Regions from separate parts of the Sus scrofa genome. Here region 2 is linked to region 1. A link is a contact called in public Hi-C data. All regions are on one chromosome and are shown on one strand. The core of a region is the stretch at or near the end of the contact, and the rest is flanking DNA. Distances in the headings are between cores, read along the strand shown.

Region 1 (4,877 bases), core at 1,459-3,958:
TTGTGGTAATGATTTTGCAATATATAGGTGTATCAAATAATCGTAACAGACAACTTACACAATGTTAGGGTCAATTATATCTCAATAAAGGTGGAAAATTTTTTCTCAGCAATGTTTTATAGCTTTCAGTATACAGAGCCTGAGTGTTTGTGTTGGTTTATATTCCTGTTTCACATATTGGATGTTATTATAGACCTATTATTTTTATTATAACTTCCAATCATTCATTGGTAATATAATGAAAGAGCTATTTTTTTCATTATACTTTTTAAGATAATTGTAGATACACATACATTTGCCATAAATAAAATAGAGATTCTTTGAACTTGTAGAAAAAAGGAGCTGAGGGCAAATAAGGTATAGCTCAAACTTAATAAATAATATAAATAATGTTAAGGCTTCTAATGATATTAAACAAATCCAACAAAAAGACTGTATGATAACAGGTTTAACCAAACCCTAAGTCTATAGTGATATATCACAGGGCTCTGTCCTTATCATGACCTGTTCAACAACAGGTAGGAAGAAATAGGAGGAATATTCATTAAATATGCTAGAGACATAAAGTTGGAAAGGACAGTTAAACACTGAATAACCAAATTAATATTCTTAATTATTCTGATAAACTGGAACATTTGGCCAAAAAAACTGAACACTCATAAATGTGAAGTCCCAACATTAAGGATAAAAACAATTCTATTATACAAGGATGACAAAAACCTAGTTCACCGTAGTTTATGTAAAAAAGATCTAGGGCTAACAGCATATTATTGCTTAATTTTTACTTTTATTTATTTATTTAGTCTTTTTAGGGCCACACCAGTGGCATATGGAGGTTCCCAGGCTAGGAGTCGAATTGGAGCTGCAGCCACTAGCCTCTGCCACAGACACAGCAACCTGAGATCCGAGCCTCGTCTGCGATCTATACCAACGGCTATGGGCAACGTTGGATCCTTAACCCACTGAGCAAGGTCAGGGATTGAACCTGCATCCTCATGGATACTAGTTGGATTAGTTAACCCCTGAGCCATAATGGGAATTCATTTGCTTAATTTTTAAAAAGCAAATAAATTTGATGCTAAACAGCAGAAATATAATCCATATCAAAAATTTTCAAAATATACCTAAAGAACTACGTTTAGTTTTAGGCAATGAATTTTAAGAAGCATGCCATCACGCAGGAGAGTTTTTAGGGAAGAGGACCAGATATATTACATGAAGACTCATCAAGGGAATTGAGGCGATTTTGTTTGGAAAAGAAACAGAATTTGTGAGTAGGAGTTTTAACAGCTGAATTCACATATCTGAAGGGCAACAATGTTAAAGAGCCAGCAGTTTCTTGCTTTTGAGGACTAAGAGCTAAAATCAACACAGAAATTACAGAGAAAGACAACTGTGCCTAATATAAGGAACTAAAAAAAGAAAGACCCCACAAGGGAATAGTCTGCACCCAAAATGCTGTTTAACACCACACTTGTTCAGGCATAGGCTTAACAGATGGCCATCTGCCAGGGATATTTCAGAACTGATTCTTGCACTAAGAGATGAGTACCAAGACTTTTCCTGACTGCAACATTATCATTCTAATTTTTAATAAACAGAGGTTATGTGAGGATCACAGACATTCTGAATCATTACTTCTTTTCATTCCCCAATCCCAAAGTCAGGCAGAATTAACTCTTCCTTCAAGTTTCCCCCTATAATATAAGTAAGTCTCTCCCTATGATGTAATTGTTTCTTTCTCCATCCATCCTTATATACATAAGGTCCCTTCCTTCCACTACTTCCAGCTCTGCCAAGTGTTTAATTTTCAAGTCGTGCCTGCTGTTTTGCCTCCATCATCCCACTCTCCCCCAAGTCTTCCCCATTACCTTCCATCTCAAGTGCTCATCCCCTTCCTCTTGGAATCAGGACACCAGGGTTTCTCAAGCTGGGTCCTCAGTCTGGAGCCCAGATGTTCAGCAGGAGGATGAGCCCTTACGCCCGCTGAAGTTGGCTACCCTAAAAGACACAGGATGAGGTCAGCAGCAACTGTCATACAATCACAACTCAAGAGTTTTGCAGAGCGGCCAAGAGGTCCTTGGAAAAGAGAAGTGACCAGAGAGAGCATTAAAGAGACATGTGGCATTCCGGCTGAACAAAAACAGAATGGAGATCGAGAACGCAGATTCTCATCCCCAGATTCCAAAACCCCTGTCGCCTATCCTAGAATCTGACCAGAAGCTCCCACCTACCCGGACGGTTACCTCTGTGCACACTTGCGGGCTCACACCCCCGCGGGCTCAGGAAGACACACCTGTTGCAGGGCGGAAAAGCTGGAAAATGGACAACAGGGCGGGGCCCGGCTCTGGTCCTTCCTCCTAGGCCGGAACAAAAGAACAAAGCCCTCCCAGGGATCGGAGCGGAACAGCCCCACTCTGAAGGAGGCGATGGGCGCCCCTTCTAGGACGCCCCAGCTCTCTCCCACAGAGGCCGCTTCAAGCGAAGAGAGGAGTGACGTCACGCGGCCGGAGGACTGGCGGTTGCCATAGTGATACCTGGGCTTCCCTCCCTCTAGAGCCTGCCACACACTCCTATCCCCCGCCCGGAAGCTCTGAGACGATCACCAAACCTAGCGAAGGGAGCCGAAGCATCAGGTCTCCCCCCTCTTTTCACGCCTACAGCCGGCTTCAACGGCCACTTCCGGTCGTGAGGAGAGAACCCCGCCCCCGCCCGCCAGCGTTAGATCACGCCCCGCAGACACGCGGGACTACGATTCCCAGCATGCTCTAGGACGCTAAACTCCATTTCCCAGAGGCCTCAGCCAAAGAGTAAGAGCCCTTTGAGCAGGGCCTGGGGTTCTGCCCTTCAGTCGTTTGTTCCTTGGTCTCTGAGTTGAAAGTGTTCGTTGGAGAGGTGACTCTCAAGCATGTGTGACCAGACTGATTATAAGAGTACACATTTATACACGTATATAATTTTAAAACACAATTATGTCATAATGCAATACTTTCCTGTATTACGTGCCCTACCTTGTATTTGATATTATACTTATTTGTTTAAAAAATTCTGGTCGTGACCCATTATATTGCTTTCATGACTCTCAAATGGGTCGTAACCTTCACTTTAAACTGTGAGGTGGGCTTCCCATGTTTTGACCGCTGTAGTGCACGGTGTATGCTTACTTCAGCCCACACATAGCTATGAATGAAACCCAACTCCAGTCTGTCGATGTGTCTTTGGCAGAATATCCGAAAGATGTCGATAGGTTTCTATACTTTTAAATGTGTGGCCCAAGCACTTTACTGTACTTCTGTGCATCTCCATATTTGTATAGCGGGGTTAAGGTCAAGTCACAGACTACTGGCTGACAAAACACTAAACTTGGAATCCCAACACTAAGTATATGAAAAACAAAGTTACAGTAAAAGGAAAGGGACGGTATCTAGAAGCAGATTTCAGAAAAAACCTACTGTGAGAACCAGAAAATTTCTGGCAACAATTTGGTATTCTAAGTAGATTGCCAGAAGACACGACCTAAATGAAACAGAAATGAAAGCTGTGAAAGAACAGGCTGAAATAAAGACATCAGATGAAAAGGAATTAAAACATATAGCAAAGAGTATTTAAGTGCAGGAGCATTATTCATAATGGAGAACTGAATTGATGCTACGAAAAAGTGACTAGGTTATGTATAGGATATTCTTTTAAAGCTGAATGATTCAAAAGAAAGACAAATGAAATAGAAGAAAATGGCTGATAGCTATAAAGGACAGAGGATGGAAAGGCAATATGTAGATGATTGCCATAACAAAATGTCGGTAATTCCCATAGATTGAGTGGCTTAAACAATAGAAATTAATTTTGTCACAGTTCTGGAAGCTGGAAGTCCAAGATCAAGGTGTCAACAAGTTTGTTTCTCCAAAGACCTCTTCCTTGGATTACAGATAGCCACCTTCTTGAAGTATCCTCACATGTCCTTTGCTTTATGCATGCTTTTCCCTGGTGTCTCTTTGTGTACCCAAATTTCCTCTTCTTATAATGATACTAGTTGTCAGATTAAAATAACGCTCTTTTAAACAACAAATTTACTGGATACAAAACCCCATATTCAAATATATGTTGTATTCATCTACACCAGTAAAAATAGACAATTTTTTGTCATTTACAATAGCAAGAAAACTATCAATATTCTAATAATAAACACAATAATAAATGTAATAAAATGTGCAAGAGTGCTATATTAAAAGCCTCAAATCACTGTGCTGAGAATTTTTATTTTTTTATTATTTTTATCTTTTTTTTTTTTTTTTTTTTTTGCCTTTTCTAGGGCCACTCCCACGGCATATGAAGGTTCCCAGGCTAGGGGTCTGTAGCTGCCAACCTATGCCAGAGCCACAGCAATGCGGGATCTGAGCCGTGTCTGCAGCCTACACCACAGCTCACGGCAATGCTAGATCCTTAACCCACTGAGTAAGGCCAGGGATCGAATCCGCAACCTCATGGATCCTAGTTGGATTCGTTAACCGCTGCGCCACGATGGGAACTCTGAGAGTTTTTAATAATATCTAAATAAATGAAAAGATATATTCATTGATTGAAAGACTCAGATTCAATGTGTTTGAAATAAAATTGTCAAAGTGGACTTCTGAGAGAATTGACAAACTATCTCTGAAATATATGTGCTTGTGGAAAGGACCTAGAATAGTCTCAGAAATCTTGCAAAGAAAGAACAAATCTGGAGGACTTTTATTACCACATGATAAGACATTCTAAAGCCATACTGATTAATAGAGTATTCTTTGGCATAAAGATAGAGAGATCATTGGAAGAAAATAGATATGCCAATATAAAACCGCATACATATAAAAAGTATCTGCAGTTCAAAGGGGAAAATG
Region 2 (4,877 bases), core at 1,483-3,982, 200 kb after region 1:
TTAAAACTGAACAGCTTGGAGCCCTTCCTTGTGCTTCTCCCTCATTGTATTGCACCCTAAATACAATCACCTGTAAGCAAAGATTAGGTACCCTGAGCACAATTGCCTGTGGCTGAAGATTATTAGCACGTGATGTATTTCAGGAACTTTCCTAATTTGCTTTAATCCCTGATTAATATATGCCCTTTTTGCAAGTATTGCACCAGGATCTTGTCAAGATCTCCTGATGCCAGGTTCTGTTATGGTCACAAAGATTCCCCCAAAGAAAGTACACCTGTTTGCCCCAATCCTGATTCCTTTCTGAAACCCTGTTTTTCTCCTTAGAGTCTATAAAACCCTCAGCAATTCTTCCCCAAGGGAGGGCAGTCTTTAGGGCAATAGCTTGCTGTGGCCTTCTTTGCCTGGTAAAATCTTAAAAGCTATTTCTTCTTCACCCAAAACTTTCTCCGCCTTTCTACTTGGCACCGGTGAAGAGAGGCCAAACTTAGCAACACTTTGTGAAATCCTTAGCTCGATTTTTCAGGGTACAAGCAAACACTGTTGCCTTTAAATTTTCAAGACTTTTAAATTTTATCTTTGAATAGTAAAGGAATCATGGTATTATATTGCCTTGGCAAATACTTAGCCTAGTTTGAGTGACAAAAAACGGCGAATCTCGCGTTAGAAACCTTTCCTCACCCCATCCCCCATTTACTAAAGACCGAAGCAAGCGTAACAGCCACTCTCAGTGAGAACAGAAAGTGGCTCTTAAAAGAGCCTTTTGGGAGGGAGAAAGCGAATACGTCCAAGGCAAATTAGGAAGGACAACTTTACGCCCTCTCCCCGCGGATGCGGCGAGCCAGCTGGATGTCCTTGGGCATGATGGTGACGCGCTTGGCGTGGATGGCGCACAGGTTGGTGTCCTCGAAGAGCCCCACCAGGTAGGCCTCGCACGCCTCCTGCAGCGCCATCACGGCCGAGCTCTGGAAGCGCAGGTCCGTCTTGAAGTCCTGCGCGATCTCGCGCACCAGCCGCTGGAACGGCAGCTTGCGGATCAGCAGCTCCGTGGACTTCTGGTAGCGCCGGATCTCGCGCAGGGCCACCGTGCCGGGCCGGTAGCGGTGCGGCTTCTTCACGCCGCCGGTGGCGGGCGCGCTCTTGCGGGCCGCCTTGGTGGCCAGCTGCTTGCGCGGCGCCTTGCCGCCGGTGGACTTGCGAGCGGTCTGCTTGGTACGAGCCATAGAGAGAGATCTGACGCCGCGAAAGAAGCAATGGAGAACTGATGCCAGGACCAGACTTTATAGTCATGATCCAATCCTGATTGGTCAGAACTGTTGCAGGAGTAACCTGATTGGTTTTTGGTCCAATCTTCGTTTGGTTCTTACTGCCTCTAAAAAGGTTTTACTTTCCGTAATGTTTTTAACTTTCTATTTTTACAGTAAGGAATTATAGCTGTACTCTCCTGTCTGAGTTTACGGTTTTCGACCCAAACGTTAAGATTTCACCAGAGGAGAAAGGGAATTTGATCCACAATTTGTGGCGGTCAGCGCCTAAATTTTTATAAAAGAAATGCATTTTCAGTGGAGACCCCCCCCTTACAGATTGATATGGGAGAAAATTAGAGCAGAATAATGTATTCATCATTTTCTCTAAAAAGTAGTTCCATTTCACTACATCAAAATCTGTTTTTAATGAATGTACCAAATAATTCAAAGTAAAGTCAATATACACTCTCGCACCTGAACACAGAACTGGGCTACAGCGTTGTGTAGGGAAGGGAGGATACTTGATGTGGGCTTGACTAAATACTAGTGATTATCTCAACTCATTAATGGGTTGTGATGCAATTAAACGGCTGATTGGACTTTAACATGTAAATTGTGTACTTATCAGCAGGCCTGAGGGAAGAGAGGTTTACACTGACTAGTGATTAGGTGTTTTCCTATAAATGCTCTTTCGAAAAGAGCTTTTGAGTGTGGAGTTTTAGTTGGCCAATGGACCACTGGGTTCCAGTGAGACAAATTTTAAAAATGGTTTAGTACATTTGCTGGAGCAAGTAATCACCCCAAATGCGTCCCGGGGAGACAATAAAGGCGGGTGAGTTCATGGGTTTGCAATTGAGTAAACTTCAAACAGGCCTCTACCTTAAAAGTCAACACGTGCCTGGTCAGTTCCAAAGGAAAACTACGTTTTTTACATATTGTAAACTTAACCAGGTATTCGTGGCAGGTTTTACAAAAGTGCTCAGTTCTTCCACAGAAATGGTGGGCGGCTCTGAAAAGAGCCTTTGTTCTTTGAGGTTGAAGTATGAATTAAGGCCTTATTTGCCCTTGGCCTTGTGGTGGCTCTCGGTCTTCTTGGGCAGCAGCACCGCCTGGATGTTGGGCAGGACGCCGCCCTGAGCGATGGTGACTTTGCCCAGCAGCTTGTTGAGCTCCTCGTCGTTGCGGATGGCCAGCTGCAAGTGGCGCGGGATGATGCGCGTCTTCTTGTTATCGCGAGCCGCGTTGCCCGCCAGCTCCAGGATCTCGGCCGTCAGGTACTCCAGCACCGCCGCCAAGTACACCGGCGCCCCAGCTCCAACCCGCTCGGCATAGTTGCCCTTGCGGAGCAGGCGGTGCACTCGGCCCACCGGGAACTGGAGCCCGGCTCGCGAGGAGCGGGTCTTGGCCTTGGCGCGAGCTTTACCTCCTTGTTTCCCACGTCCGGACATGATGTAGCAACCAGAATCTACACCAGTAGTAACTAAGGAGCAAGAAGAGAAACTCACAATTTATAGCTGCAACTGGGAGCGAAAAATCCGCATTTCCATTGGCTAAGATTGCAATCCCATTTTTAAACAAGAAAAAAAAAAGCGCTTCCTAATAATGAGTGTTCTTATTGGACAATATTCACATAACGTCATCACTAGTTTTGGCCAATCAGACCTAGAACTTTACTGCATCGCGTTTGCCTGCGGATTTGTAGGTAAAAAGGATTCGACCGTCCTTGTCCTCATTTATTGTTTCTCAAGGGTTTTTTCTTTACCATGCCTGAGCCAGCTAAATCTGCCCCAGCTCCAAGAAGGGCTCCAAGAAGGCGGTGACCAGGCGCAGAAGAAGGACGGCAAGAAGCGCAGGCGCAGCCGCAAGGAGAGCTACTCAGTGTACGTGTACAAGGTGCTGAAGCAGGTCTACCCGGACACAGGCCGTGGGCATCATGAACTCTTTCGTTAACGACATCGTCGAGCGCATCACGGGCGAGGCATCGCGCCTGGCGCATTACAAAAATCGCTCGACCATTACGTTCTCGGGCATCTAGATGGACGTGCGCCAGCTGCTTCCCGGGGAGATGGCCAAACATGCTGTGTCTGAGGGCGCCAAGCCTGTCAGCAAGTACACCAGTGCCAAGTGAGCCACCCATGGCCGACCCAAAGGCTCTTTTCAGAGCCACCTACCCTTTCAGAGAAACAGGTGGTGCTGGTGCATTTGCCTATAGTTTCTCTTGCAAGAGTAAGGGGCCGGTTTGGGAGCGGAAAACTGGGTAAAAATTTAAAGGGCCCTCCTCTGAAGCTGTCTTGGCTAAGCATTTGGGCTCAGTGTCATGCAAATTTGGAATGGGTTCTTCGACGCCCTTTGAAAAAGATATTCTGTTTTGTCCTCTTACAAAAGCCAAAATTTCGCGTTTGTTTACACTTTTCAAGGAAAGTAACGTCCCCCCGTCTCTGATTGGGCAGCAGCACTGTTTGAAAAGCCCGCCATGGGCTGTGATTGGCTAGATTGTCTACTATCGGGGTTGTGAGTTTTGAAGAGATTCTTTAGAAAGTAAAATCTTACCTTGCTTCTACTGAGGGAATGGAATGCACCAGGCTCTGGAGCCAAGAGTCATAAGGGTGAAAATGAACGGTTCCGTGTTCTGTGTCTGGTTCCCATCCACTACCGAATTGGTACTGTGACATTAGCCCTGTCTATGGAGATTCTAGGTGAATTGAAACGATATAATGCAAAGTGCAACGGGAACAAAGATCAGGGAAGTAAGTTCCTTAAGGGTAAAATGTTGAACAAGGAACTCGGCAACTTGGGAAAGCGCGTTCTTCCAGTGTTTCATCAGGAGACGCTGGAAGGGAGGTAGGCCAGGACTCGCTAGGCTGGGAGAACAATTTTCTAACGGTGCTTTGAGTCAACGATTAAAAATCCTGCCATAGAAGGCGGAGAACTCAGTATTTAAGAGAAGATTGTATACTAGCATGGGCTAGCTAGGAATATTAGGAAATGGAATCTTTCAAGGCATGATCAAAAGTCCTTCACTTCCCCACTTCCCTGAATCTTTCAATAGTGCCTAAATTCTTTTTTGCAGTTCAAAGCATTAACATTCTCTGCTGCCCTGTCATCCCCTCTCACCAGAAAATGATTGCTATTGTAAATATATATATATATATTTTCCCCACTAACAGCAAGTAACAAGCTCCTACATTCACACCCTACTCCAGGCTGCAACATTTCCTGTCTTTCCCTATTGTCACTTCCCTTAAAGTTGTGGGTTTAGACTCTATCTCAGAGGAACAGTTTATCCCTGTCCCAGGTAACAAGCCTCCCGGAAGTCATGCCAACAGGTTAATGGATTGTGAAAAATATATGCGTTGTTACTCACTCCGCTAAAATGAGACTCTGTTCCCAGTTTCTGCACCTCTGACATTAGGCCTTGGGTGCCGGCAAAAGAACCCACTGACAAGATACCCTACTTGGTGGAAAGCAATCCCCTAATTTCATGCTGAACTCATTGGCATCATATTCATCCCCTCTTTTTATTATTTAGTCTCTTTCCGAGATAGGTGTTTTGTTTTGTTTTTGTTTGTATGTTTGTTTGTTTTATGTTTTTTAACTGTTAAGAGATCTGAGGAAGAATTAACTTGGGTGGGT

The links. A called contact is a pair of places that touch in the nucleus more often than the background predicts.
Region 2: a Hi-C map of subcutaneous adipose tissue shows a contact between it and region 1, with 2.0 times the contacts expected there. The contact joins the promoter of LOC100622387 here to the promoter of ZNF184 in region 1. A contact is called at or near these places in 1 of 5 promoter capture datasets (fetal liver), 7 of 47 Hi-C or Micro-C datasets (embryonic fibroblasts, fetal skeletal muscle, heart right ventricle and 4 more) and 1 of 2 datasets of contacts at active chromatin or transcription factors (alveolar macrophages).

Annotation. Positions count from the first base shown.
Region 1 is chr7:21,432,528-21,437,404 of Sscrofa11.1, forward strand. ZNF184 (zinc finger protein 184) reads right to left here and starts at 2,709. Exons shown (of 7, transcript XM_021099796.1): 1 at 2,247-2,709; 2 at 1,872-2,001.
Region 2 is chr7:21,631,207-21,636,083 of Sscrofa11.1, forward strand. LOC100622387 (histone H2A type 1) reads right to left here and starts at 2,733. Exons shown (of 1, transcript XM_003356570.4): 1 at 1,661-2,733. The coding sequence starts at 2,692. The coding sequence ends at 2,300. LOC110261664 (histone H3.1) reads right to left here and starts at 1,261. Exons shown (of 1, transcript XM_021099837.1): 1 at 755-1,261. The coding sequence starts at 1,220. The coding sequence ends at 810. It also overlaps the pseudogene LOC100513549.